Regions from separate parts of the Mus musculus genome. Here region 2 is linked to region 1. Evidence: chromatin contacts called from public HiChIP or PLAC-seq data. All regions are on one chromosome and are shown on one strand. The core of a region is the stretch at or near the end of the contact, and the rest is flanking DNA. Distances in the headings are between cores, read along the strand shown. Region 1 holds the start of Otop1 (otopetrin 1). Region 2 holds the start of Zfp518b (zinc finger protein 518B).

Region 1 (5,472 bases), core at 2,677-5,176:
CTCGGTCCCGCTTTCGTCTGTATGTTCCGGGTATCTATTGCTGCATAACAAGCCACACCCTACTGTACGTGGCTTGAAACAACGGCCACCATTTATTCTGCTCAGGAATCTGAAATCTGAGCAGGAGTTGGCAGGGACACCTCGTTTCTGCCTCACAGGAGCAAGACTCAGCTGGGATTGGACAAGCCCCTTCCAAGATGCTTCATTGAAGTTGGCAGTGGGTGCTGGCTACGGGGGTTCACTCTTTGTTGACCTCTCCATGGGGGCAGCTTGGGTTTCCTAGATTCAAAGGGAAGGGCTGTGGCTTTCACCATCCTTAAATACATGTATGACTAGCTGATTTGCAGGTGGAGCCTACAAGTCAGCATCCTGGCTCTGACTGGGTAATGGCATTATGGTGACTCGAGTCCACCAGCCTGTACTTCCAGCTGCCCTGACTTGGATCTTACAGTCTAACTAAGCCAAGGACACATGAGGTAGCTTTGGCACATGGTGCTGGATGTGGTCTGGCAGGAACCAGCCAGAGAATCATGGTGCAGATCTAGAGGGTTGTAGGGTGAAAATGGCCTTTTACAGAGAAGTTATTTTCCATCAGACAACTTCTCTCCTATTTCTGACAACTAAGTGACCACAGGACCACAGTTTCCATTATGAGCTGGATATTATCTGATCTAGCCAACCACAAGGTTGCTCGCGCACAGTGGTGTCTGTTGTCAAGCAGATGTGACATGTAAGACGTAGAACAAGTTGACCTGCAGGTGGTCCATATCCCTTCCAGACTGACACCTGCCTCGTGGCCTCAATTCTTCAATCCACATCCACAGTAAGGTGACACTGTCTCATGAGAGGAGAAGCAGCTCAGGCCATGTTTACAGGTGCTTCTGCATGACAAGAGGGCACCAACCTAAAACTGGACACCTACAGTCTTACAGTCCCACCTAGTGCTGACCCTGAAGGACAGTAGTCAATAAAACCTCTTCCTGTGAGCCGAGTGATTGACTGGTATGGTCTGTCTTGTCTGAATAAAGAACTGTGAAGAGCAGAAACCTGCCCAGGGCCCTGGGTGGGTTCTGGGAGGCTCAGTGATGATCAATGATGTGGAAAGATGAACTAGCTGAAAACCAAGACATGCCGGGGAAGAAGGCTGAGGGTGGATCTCCAATGGATACTGTATAAAAGCTTGCACCTCAAAAGAACTGTGAGCAGCAGGAATCCACAGTGTTGGATGAGCCCAGCAGTAAACAGCCCACTGGGCATCTCACTCTGGGGAATCTGCTTGGGAGAGGTAGGGCTGTGTTGGGCCCTCTTATGGAGGGAGTGGAGATTTTTTCCCTCCTGGGCTGGACACACAGGATGTCCCATCAGGCTGTTGCTGACATTCTCATCTGTCTACTTATGGGTGTCTCATCGTGAGATCTCACACACATTAATGAAGGAGATGTGACCATGGGAGGGACTGGGAGCCTCAGCTCAGTCAGTAAAGTGCTTGCCTCGTAAGTATGAAGACCTAAGCTCAATCCTCAGAATATACATTAAAAAAATGTCAGCGTGATGGCACACACTTATAACCCCGCACCGAGGAGGCAGAGTTGAGTGGATCCCTGGGGCTCACTTGATACTCATCCTAGCCTAGGTGATAAGGTGAGGCAGGATAGGAAGCAGGAATCGTTCTGGACAAGTGACACCTAAGGTTGCCTTCTGGTTTCTACACATATGCACATGTATGTGTATTCCCCCCCCCCCTATACACCCACGTGACCATGGTATTAGCTCAGAGACCATTTTAATGTTTATTAAAAGGTCTCTCTAGAAAGTGAAATGACAGAGAGGGAAAAAGCAGCCCCTCTTAGGCATGTGGTAGCATTCTGTCCACGTGGGCTTCTGACTTTGATGCCTACCCCACCACCGTGCGCGGAGGGATGGAAACTGTCTGCAAGGTGAGCAGGGATGCACTACGGGAGCCACGGAACTCTTCGATGCTTCGAACATCATTTCAGAAGGAAAACAACCTCAGTTTGACTTTGCCAGTGACTAGCTACCACGGGAAAGGTGTGCAGGAAAAGTGACAGGATACATTTACGGGAATGTCTTCTGAGATCCAGTCCCTTGGCAATCAAAGGCTCGTTGGAATCTGTGGAGTGACGTAGGTTTGGGATTGACTAGGATAACATTTGTGGGCTTTTGAAGTTACAATTATGTGTCTAGTTATTTATTGTGTGTGTGTGTGTGTGTGTGTGTGTGTGTGTGTGTGTGTGTGTATCACTGAGGACCTATGGAGGACAGAGGGAAACCTGGAGAAATTTGCCCTCTCCTTTGCCATGTGGGGGCTGGGCATCCAACTCCGGTTGTCAGGTTTGGTGTCAAGTGTCTTTACCTGGGGAGGCATCCCACTGGTCTCATTTCAATCATTCTTAGCACACAATGGAACCCCCTCGCCACAACTGCCTCTAGCTTTCCACAGGACAGCTAATCCAGGCATGGCATTCATTTGCAGATGCTGACTCCTCCTGAGACCCTCTCAGCCTTCTTGGCAGGGGGTTTCCTGGGGTGCCTGTGTCTCCTGGAAGGGCTGGGTTGCCTTAGGATTGCTGGTAAGTTTTGCCGAGGAAACAGCGGATCTCATCTGACCATTGGCTTCCAGGTCTGCCTGGTCTTACTGAGTCCTCTGGACTAAGTGCAGAAAATATCTGAGTGTGGATTACCTATTTATAAATGGAATGAATGAACAAATGATTTTAATGTTTAAGGCGAGGCAAGTCTCCGGAACTCCTTGGGCCCAAGACGTCTTGCCTCTTTCATCCCATCCCCCTTTAGCAGTCATCATTAGCGGTTGCCGTGCCCGTGTGCAGGGTGTCGTGCAAATAAAACCCGTGGGTTTCCTTGTTAAAATATGAAGAAATTGAAATCGGCTACAGCAGAGCGTTAAAACCTAGGCGGAGCGGGCGTCTCGGCCTGTGCTTTGCCCCGCGTTGCCCTCTCCGAGCACGATGTCCCGATTGCTCCCCATTGCCCTCTCGCACCACACTGATGGGCTCCAGGCTCTCCTCCAGGTCACGGTCAACCATAGGACGCTCTTTCGCAGAAATCCGCTGCGCTTCCTCTTGGCACCGGAGCGGAGCGCCTAGGGGACTGTCTCAGTGCAAAGCGTTGGAAAGGAAGCATTTGGACTCTCGAGACTACAACGGGACCACTGGGGACCTTTTCCCCTGCTCAGCTCTCTCTGGAATCATCTCCAGAAGAGGATACGGAGGGATGACATGTCCTTGTGTAGTGGCACCACTTAGCCATCGTCGAGGCTCTCACTCAGGTCCCCACACAGGCACTCACAAGGGACAAACGGAGAGACCCCCCCAAAGATGCCCATCCCCTGCTTCTTACCCTGAGCCACTCACAGGTCGAGGGCAGAGACAAGAAACACCAGTAGATAGCCACAGGGATTAGGGCACACAGATGAGAAGGACCCATGCAAGCTCGACCCCTGAGGGCCCACCCAAAAGTCTAGGGGTCGGGGACACAATCCTGGAGCAGCCACGCCCTCAGCAACCCTCTGAGCTGGCTCCCACGATTCCGTGTGTCCCCTGGTATCCCACCCCTCCCCACCAGTCCGGGAACCGACGGGCGGCACCTGTTGCAGTCCCGCGTTTCCGGGGAGCCGGGGTGGGGTAGGCGGGCTGGGCGCGGGGGTGGGGTGCGGGTGGCACTGGCAAGGCAGAGGTGCAGCAGGGCTCGAGGCGCAGCGGCAGGGGCAACGGGTTGCAGGGACCAGAGTAGACCATCAGGAGCTCTGGGAGGGAGGCCAGCGGCTGGCACCTGACTGAGGGCAGGGTGTACTGGAGGAGAGCAGGATCTGAGGGCACTGGCAAGCCGGGCTGGTGCCCAGAGGGCGTGGGGGAAAGGAGCCAGGAGCAACGTGCGGGGCGGGAGCAGCCGCCCGGGGACCAGACTGGAAGATGCCTGGGGGCCCGGGCGCGCCCTCTTCTCCCGCAGCATCCTCAGGCTCCTCGCGTGCCGCGCCGTCGGGGATCGCGGCATGCCCTCTGTCCCCACCTCCCCTAGCCCGAGGGTCTCCACAAGCTTCCGGTCCCCGGCGCGGCGCCAGCGTCCCGCAGAAGCTGGCGGAGACTCTGAGCAGCCAGTATGGACTGAACGTGTTCGTGGCGGGGCTGCTGTTCCTGCTGGCCTGGGCGGTGCACGCGACGGGTGTGGGCAAGAGCGACCTGCTGTGCGTTCTAACCGCGCTTATGCTGCTGCAGCTGCTCTGGATGCTGTGGTACGTGGGTCGCAGCTACATGCAGCGCCGCCTCATCCGCCCCAAGGACACGCACGCGGGTGCGCGCTGGCTTCGCGGTGAGTGCTACCCTCCACGCCTCTCCTTGAGCTCTTTACCTTACTTTAGCTCTATACCTCATCTCTTTTCCCGCCCTCCTCTCGAGTTTCCCTTGTCTGCCTTAGGCTCTGCTCGAAGGTCTTCCTGCTTAACACTTTGTTATAATGTTTCAGGCTCGGGCTTGCAGGCCACTCTCTCCCTCTTGGCACTCAAGGCTTCTATGATCTGGCCTCAGATAAACTCTTTTCTCAGCCCCCATCCTGGGCTGTAGGCTGTCAAAGACTCAGTTCCGGCCAGTATTAGCATATTCGGTTCCTTCTCTTGGAATGCTATTCCACCCTTCCCTCTGTCCTGCTTTTCATGGGCTAAGGCCTCCCTGAGACTGAAGCGTATCCTGCGGCTCCATTCTGTGTTTCTGTTCACACTCCCACTCTTGCTGTGGCCTGGACTGCCTCTTCACCCCATTGGGGGGAGCCTGTGACGCTTGGTCCGAGAGTCACAGGAGCCTGGCTTGGAGGAGGTGCTGAGAGGATGAGGGGAGTCCTGAGGTCATGGTCTTGAGGGACGACCTCACTGCATGCTAGAGGGGCTGCCCATATTGAAAACAGACCCAAATGGGCCAAAGGGGGCTGGAGACACGAGGGCAAAGGGAGAGGGCTGTGATCCAGGGCAAAGGGAGCAGCCGGGATCCAGGGCAAAGGTGCCTCCTCCCACTTTCTCATCTTAGACTGTAATTTCCCTCAGAGGCCGCCTCCCAATTTTTGCACACTTGACCTCAGACATATTCCCTGCTTTTCTACGACCCCAGCTCCAGTCTGAGCCTCTGCAGAGGGGGATCTCAGGCCGGATTGGACCAGAGAGTGATTCAAGGGTATGACCTCAGTGCCCTTCCATCAGAATTGCCCTTGCCTTGAGTAGAGACATTCAGAGATCAGTTTATCTTGCCTCCAAAAAAAAAAAACAAAAACAAAAAACAAAATACAAAAAAACCAAAACAAACAAACAAAAAAAAAACAAAAACAAAAACAACAACAACAAAATTGTGCATGACCACAAACTATCTGAATTCTTGAAAATGGAAGTTTGAGGGAGCTCGTGGGTTTGTGGATTATGCATGGCAGCTGGGGACGGGGGTGGGGTGGGGG
Region 2 (5,627 bases), core at 1,087-3,586, 410 kb after region 1:
TCTTTTAAAACGAAGGGCCAGGAGATGGTATGTGGCTTTTTCTAGGTCACACTGAGGTGGAAAGTGGTGGCAGGCAGCATCCAGCTAACACTCCCGTCTTGTGAGCAGAGGTTACAGCCAGGATTCCTGGCCTCTTGGGCACTGCTTTTCCAGGCCCAGAAGTCAAGAGTGTGGCAAGTCTCTATGGCTCTTCCTTTTCTTTCAGGCCTTGTTAGCCACCGAGGACAAGTCTCAGGACTTCAGGCCCGTGGTGTAGACATCTATGCTTGGAAGCCAGGGCTGCGCCAACGGGCCTGCAACAGAGTCAGACACTTGGGTGTAAGTCTGGGATCTGCAAGATGTGGTCTCTTGGATATATTTATTGAAGAAAGGGCAAAACAAATCAACCTTCTAAACGCTTCTCAACGGCAGCCAGTCTAAGCTTAAAAAGGAGGGCTTCCTGGGAACCTAAACGAAATGGAGGGCTTCCTTGCTGGAGTGGGGCTCACGGCTGATTCAGAAGCCTTCCCAGGCTACCCTGTGTTACCCGCTCCTACCCATGACCCTACCCATGAAGGGACAGTAGTCTGGATTAGATAGTCTCCAGCCACTTTTCTGCAGGTGGCTGCGTTTGCAGGGTAGCAACAGCATGCAGTGGAGATCAAAGGCACTTTAGGAACAATCAAGGCAGGGAGAATCCTCACTGGGAAGGACCCCCACTTACCACAGTGTCAGCAGACTTGGTCATGAAAGGCCGGCCATTGCATTGACTCAGAGGATCCAGGAGTGCCTAAGGAAAATGGCAGCCCTGGCAGTGACAATTATGAACCTGCCCTTTGTTCTGCCTCTTGCACACACACACTGTCCCAGACCCTCTTACTTAATGGCAGATAGACAAGAAAGAAAATATAGCTTTCTTTAAGTGGGCTGAAAATTAATGACTGCCATCCAGAGGAAGCCAGGAGAGAAGGCAAAGCCCCCCTTTAGTCTTCAACAGCCACCAGCATAACAGGGCCGGATACATCAGATGCCCCTGCCAGGGCTAACATAACAGATTCAAGAGAAAAACATATTTTAAATAAATGCACGCCTTCGATAAGGATAATGCCTGCAATTTAAAAGGCTGAATATGGCACTCCAAGCATATTAATATTTCTGGGCTTCCAGAATCCTTGGGAAGGGCATACTCTCCGGTATAGTCCTGGACTGGGCTTAACTTTGTATGTGTGACTTAGCGGGACTGAGACACCTTCCCAAGCTAGCTGGCTACTCTTCTGTAGCAAGTGTTGCAAGCTCAGGGTGCTCGGGGAATTGTCTTCGAAGGTGATTTCAACTCTAAACTTAAGGTGTAATGTTTTAAGAGCTCAAACACAACATTGAGTTTGGGTTGGTAGGCTATTTTTCAATAGGACAACGTGCTTGATGGTTCACTTTTAAAAATTGATAAATATTGTTGGTATTCTATATTTTTTAATAGCAGAAGTAATTTAATGGGGGTAGATCAAATACCCAACAAACAAGAGGAGTTTGGTATTTCCGATCTTTTGGTTTTCCCTTTTCGGGTCATAAACTTTGCATTGGTTCTTTCTCCTTTTCTGCACCCTTTCCTTAGCCTTAATCTGCACCCAATCTCTTAACTCCAGGCAACAGGATCAAACTGAAAGGCTGCGATGGAGCTGTCGTGCAAAAGGTGACATCAAGACTCATCCCACCCAGAATCAGGTCTTCTGTGGACAGGCCCACCCCGACACCCGCTCCAAAGACAATGCCAGCGTGGTCCTCAAGTTTATTGTTGGCGCGCTCGCAGGGATGCACGCTCTGCCCGGCGAGGCCAGGGCGCCTTGTGGCGCTGAGCGAGGTGCGAGTGCGAGAGTCGCACCGTCGCGTCCCCTCAGGGCCGGCCGGTCACAGATGGGGTGTCTTCCAAACGCTGAAAGCCAAAGCCGCGTCAAGCCAGTCTCAGAGGCCGAGAGGCTTTAAAAATGGCCTCCTGACGACACTTCCTGCTCGGGGCCGAGGCATCTTTTAAAAAGCCGGCTCAACCGCCCGGCGCGACAAGTCGCGGGGCTGAGCCGGCGCTGCACAAAGGCCGCAGGGTGGGCCGTGGGTCTCCGACCCGATCCGCCTAGCCCGGAGGCGCGCACGCGGAACCGTGGAGCCACGCCCGGCCGCGCCCGCCCAGGTCCCTACCGCCCCGCACCACCACTCACCCGGACGCCGCGGCACCGCACGGTCCCAGATCCCAGCGGACGGACAGGCGTCTAGACCGCCGGCTACCGCCCGCAGACCGCCGCCGCCGCGCCCGCTGTAGGTCCCTACCCGGGGGGGCGGAGTCGGGCCGGCGGCGCGCGTGCGCAATGCGGCGCGACTGCAGCGGAGAGGCGGGCGCCTGAGGTTGCCCCTTCACTGCCCCTGGGCTGTGGGCTCTGAGCTTGGGGGCGATCGCACCCACTGGGTGCAGTGTTTGCATCCCTCCGTCCTGCACACTCTGCAGCTTCCTCTGCAAAGAACTGAGTGCGTTTCTCTTTGGGTTCAATGGACTATCCATGGGCGCCTGGCCCTCCTTGGGTCCTGCGGAGGGTGGATTTGGTGCCTGCCCTCAAGGAGCTTGAAGTTCTACAGTTAAGTAAGTGAAGCGACAACAAATGGGCTCAAGTCTTCAGCCATCACAGCTTCAAGGGGCGCCCTAGTGAAGGAGATGGGCCTGCAGCCCTAGATTTGGATACAGCTAGCAGCTGGCTTAGGCATAGAAGCTTCGACGAAGTCATTTCTAAAGCTAAGGAAGATCATATTTGAAGGCTAAGGCCTCATCTCGTGCACGTTGTGACAGTCAGCAGGGAAAGGATTGATGGAGAGACAGTCAGAAGATGCTATGAGCTCATTTAGTGTGTGGGAGTTTGTGTCTATCTCCTAAGTTTCAATGTCTGCAGGTAAATGGTCCCTTTTCACATTAGGTTCATACCTACAGTCTACTGGATAAAAGACAGTCTTAAATAGTCCCACTCTGAGGGAAGAAGGGAATCATAAGGCTAGTGGGCTCACAATAAGTGAAGAAGGGAATCATAAGGCTAGTGGGCTCACAATAAGTGAAGAAGGGAATCATATGGCTAGTGGGCTCACAACAAGTGACTTTGATGCTGCTTCCCAAAAAACCAAAACTGTCCCTCAGCAAGGTTGCATGGGAGCAGCGTCACTGTGAAGTGCAGATCCTTCATGGGCAATAGGCAGACGATTCCTTCAAAGCTCTGCAAAAGAAGCCAAGACTGGACTCCAGTTCCTTCCTCTGGGTGGGTGGCAAAGATCAGCGCCTAGATGTCAGTTGGATGCTGGAAAGAGATGGCGGGCTTTGGCAAAATCCAACCTGGAGGAGTGGAGTTTGGGAAGAAGAGGTAGTCACAATGCCAGCTGCTGGGCAAGCTCCCAGCCCCTGAAAGAGCAGGTACCAGACATAGAAAGTCTGGGCAGAGATTCTTTGCCTTGCTCTATGAGACAATGCCTTTGACCACACCCTAAGCTATCTTCCTGTTTTAGGGTCTTATTGCTGTGAACAGACACAAGGCAACTCTTTTTTTTTTTCCCCTGAGACAGGGTTTCTCTGTATAGCCCTGGCTGTCCTTTGTAGACCAGGCTGGCCTCGAACTCAGAAATCCACCTGCCTCTGCCTCCCAAGAACTAGGATTAAAGGCGTGCGCCACCACCGCTCAGCACAGGGCAACTCTTATAAGAACAACATTTAATTGGGGCTGGTGTACAGGTTCAGAGGCTCGGTCCTTTATCATCAAGATGGGAACATGGCAGCATCCAGGCAGGCATGGTGCAGGAGGAGCTGAGAGTTCTACATCTTCATCTGAAGGCAGCTAGCAGAATACGGACATCCAGAGTGGGAGTCTAAAGCCCACACCCGTAGTGACACACCTACTCCAACAAGGCCACATGTCCAAATTGTGCCACTCCCTGGGCCAAGCATATTCAAAACATGACACCACCTATTCCTCTTTTCTCTTTCTCCTGCTAAATAAACTAAAGGACCCGCTCTCCAGAAACAAAAACAAATAGGTTCAAAGTTCAGAGACTCCCTCAAGAGTAGGCTAATGATAAGTAGAACATTGGGAATATGTCCTGATCATGCCTGAGAACTTCTAGTGACACAAAGAACTCACTCAGGAAAGTCGGTTATACATAGGAGAACCAGAAGTCTCAGTGCTAGAGAGCTTTTAGCTCCAAGTGTTGTGTCTCCTTTCCATCCCCACCCACACATCACAGTCCCACCTTCTTCAGTCACAGAATTGACAGAAGGATGCTTTTGGATCGTCTGGAAGCTTCTGTGGAGATAGAGCTACTATGGGCCTGCTTCCTAGCCTACTGGAACCCTGGCTTCTCATGCAAGATTCAGGCAACAGTAGGACCTCCCCCAACAGGCAGCTGTCTGTGTTCAACAAGAGCATCTAGGCCAGTGGTTCTCAACCTGTGGGTAACGGCTCCTTTGGGGGTCCCATATCAGATATTTACATCACGATTTATAGCAGAAGTAGCAAAATTGCAGTTATAAAATAATTTTATAGTTGGGGGTCTCCACAACATGAGGAACGGTATTAAAGGGGCACAGCGTTAGGAAGGTTGAGCATCACTGGTCTAGACTGTCACAGTTCCTGGCTGTTGAGAAGAGACTGGTAATTCTCACAGTTCTCAGAATCCCCAGTGTGGTGAGGTAAAGTGGTTTGCAGAGAAGGGATATTTGCAGCCTGGGAAAGGGCCAGGCAGGGATATAGACTAGGATTCATGAAACCACGAAGGTTGAAGTGTTGCTCCTCCAGGGTCTTTTGATGGCAAGCAGGAAAGAATTCATCAGACATTCTAAACTGCACCCTTCGGATGCTGCCATTCTCAGCCTCTTCCCCCACCCTCTAGAATATTTCGCCCAAGGACTTTTTTGTTCCAGATCTCTTTGAGGTGGACTGAATTATGCTCCACAGAAAGATGTTGAAGCCCTCTGTCATGGTCCCTGTGAATGTGGCCTTATTAGGAAATAGTCTTTGTGCAGGAAACCACATTAGAAGGAGGTCGTTAGGGTGGGCCTTTGACCAATATGGCAGGTGTCCTTGGCAGAAGACAAGAGAAATGAGATGGCAGGAAAGGTATCCAGACACAGAAGACAGCATTGAAAACAGGCAGAGACCGGTCACATAGTTAGTCAAACCAGCAGTGGTGATCAGAAGCTGCAAAAGCCAAAAGGACCCACTTTTCTTTAAAGCTTTGGAGAAAGCATGGCTCTGCAGACAGCTTGACCCGGTCAGACTCCCTTTGCTTTAGACAAGGTCTCTATGTAGCCCTAGCTAGCCTGGAATTCAATGTGTAGACCAGGCTGGCCTCTGCCTCAGAGGAACCCCATTGTGCCTCTGCCTCTCAAGTGCTGGGATTAGAGGTAAATGCCACCACACCCTCCTGCTACTAACCTCCAGCAAGGCTAATCAGATTTCTGTCACTCAGCATTCAGAAACTACAAGCCTTCCTGTTGTAAACTGCTCCAGCTGTAGGAGAGCTGTGAATGAGCCAGTCTTTGGATATTAAGAGGTGAGAACTGCAGCCAGAGGAGGTTGGCTGACATTTCCTTTGGGCAGGGTTGTGGCTGCACAAACCTGTAAGGTAAT

Evidence for each region. HiChIP or PLAC-seq counts read pairs in DNA pulled down with a chosen protein or histone mark.
Region 2: an H3K4me3 HiChIP or PLAC-seq map of bone marrow-derived macrophages shows a contact between it and region 1, with 4 times the contacts expected there. The contact joins the promoter of Zfp518b here to the promoter of Otop1 in region 1. A contact is called at or near these places in 3 of 39 promoter capture datasets (the 3T3-L1 cell line, embryonic stem cells and neural stem cells), 4 of 115 datasets of contacts at active chromatin or transcription factors (bone marrow-derived macrophages, embryonic stem cells and stem cell-derived neural progenitor cells) and 1 of 9 other capture datasets (liver).

What each region holds. Positions count from the first base shown.
Region 1 is chr5:38,273,478-38,278,949 of GRCm38.p6, forward strand. Otop1 (otopetrin 1) reads left to right here and starts at 3,927. Exons shown (of 7, transcript NM_172709.3): 1 at 3,927-4,347. The coding sequence starts at 3,951.
Region 2 is chr5:38,682,490-38,688,116 of GRCm38.p6, forward strand. Zfp518b (zinc finger protein 518B) reads right to left here and starts at 2,337. Exons shown (of 3, transcript NM_001177902.1): 1 at 2,190-2,337; 2 at 1-293.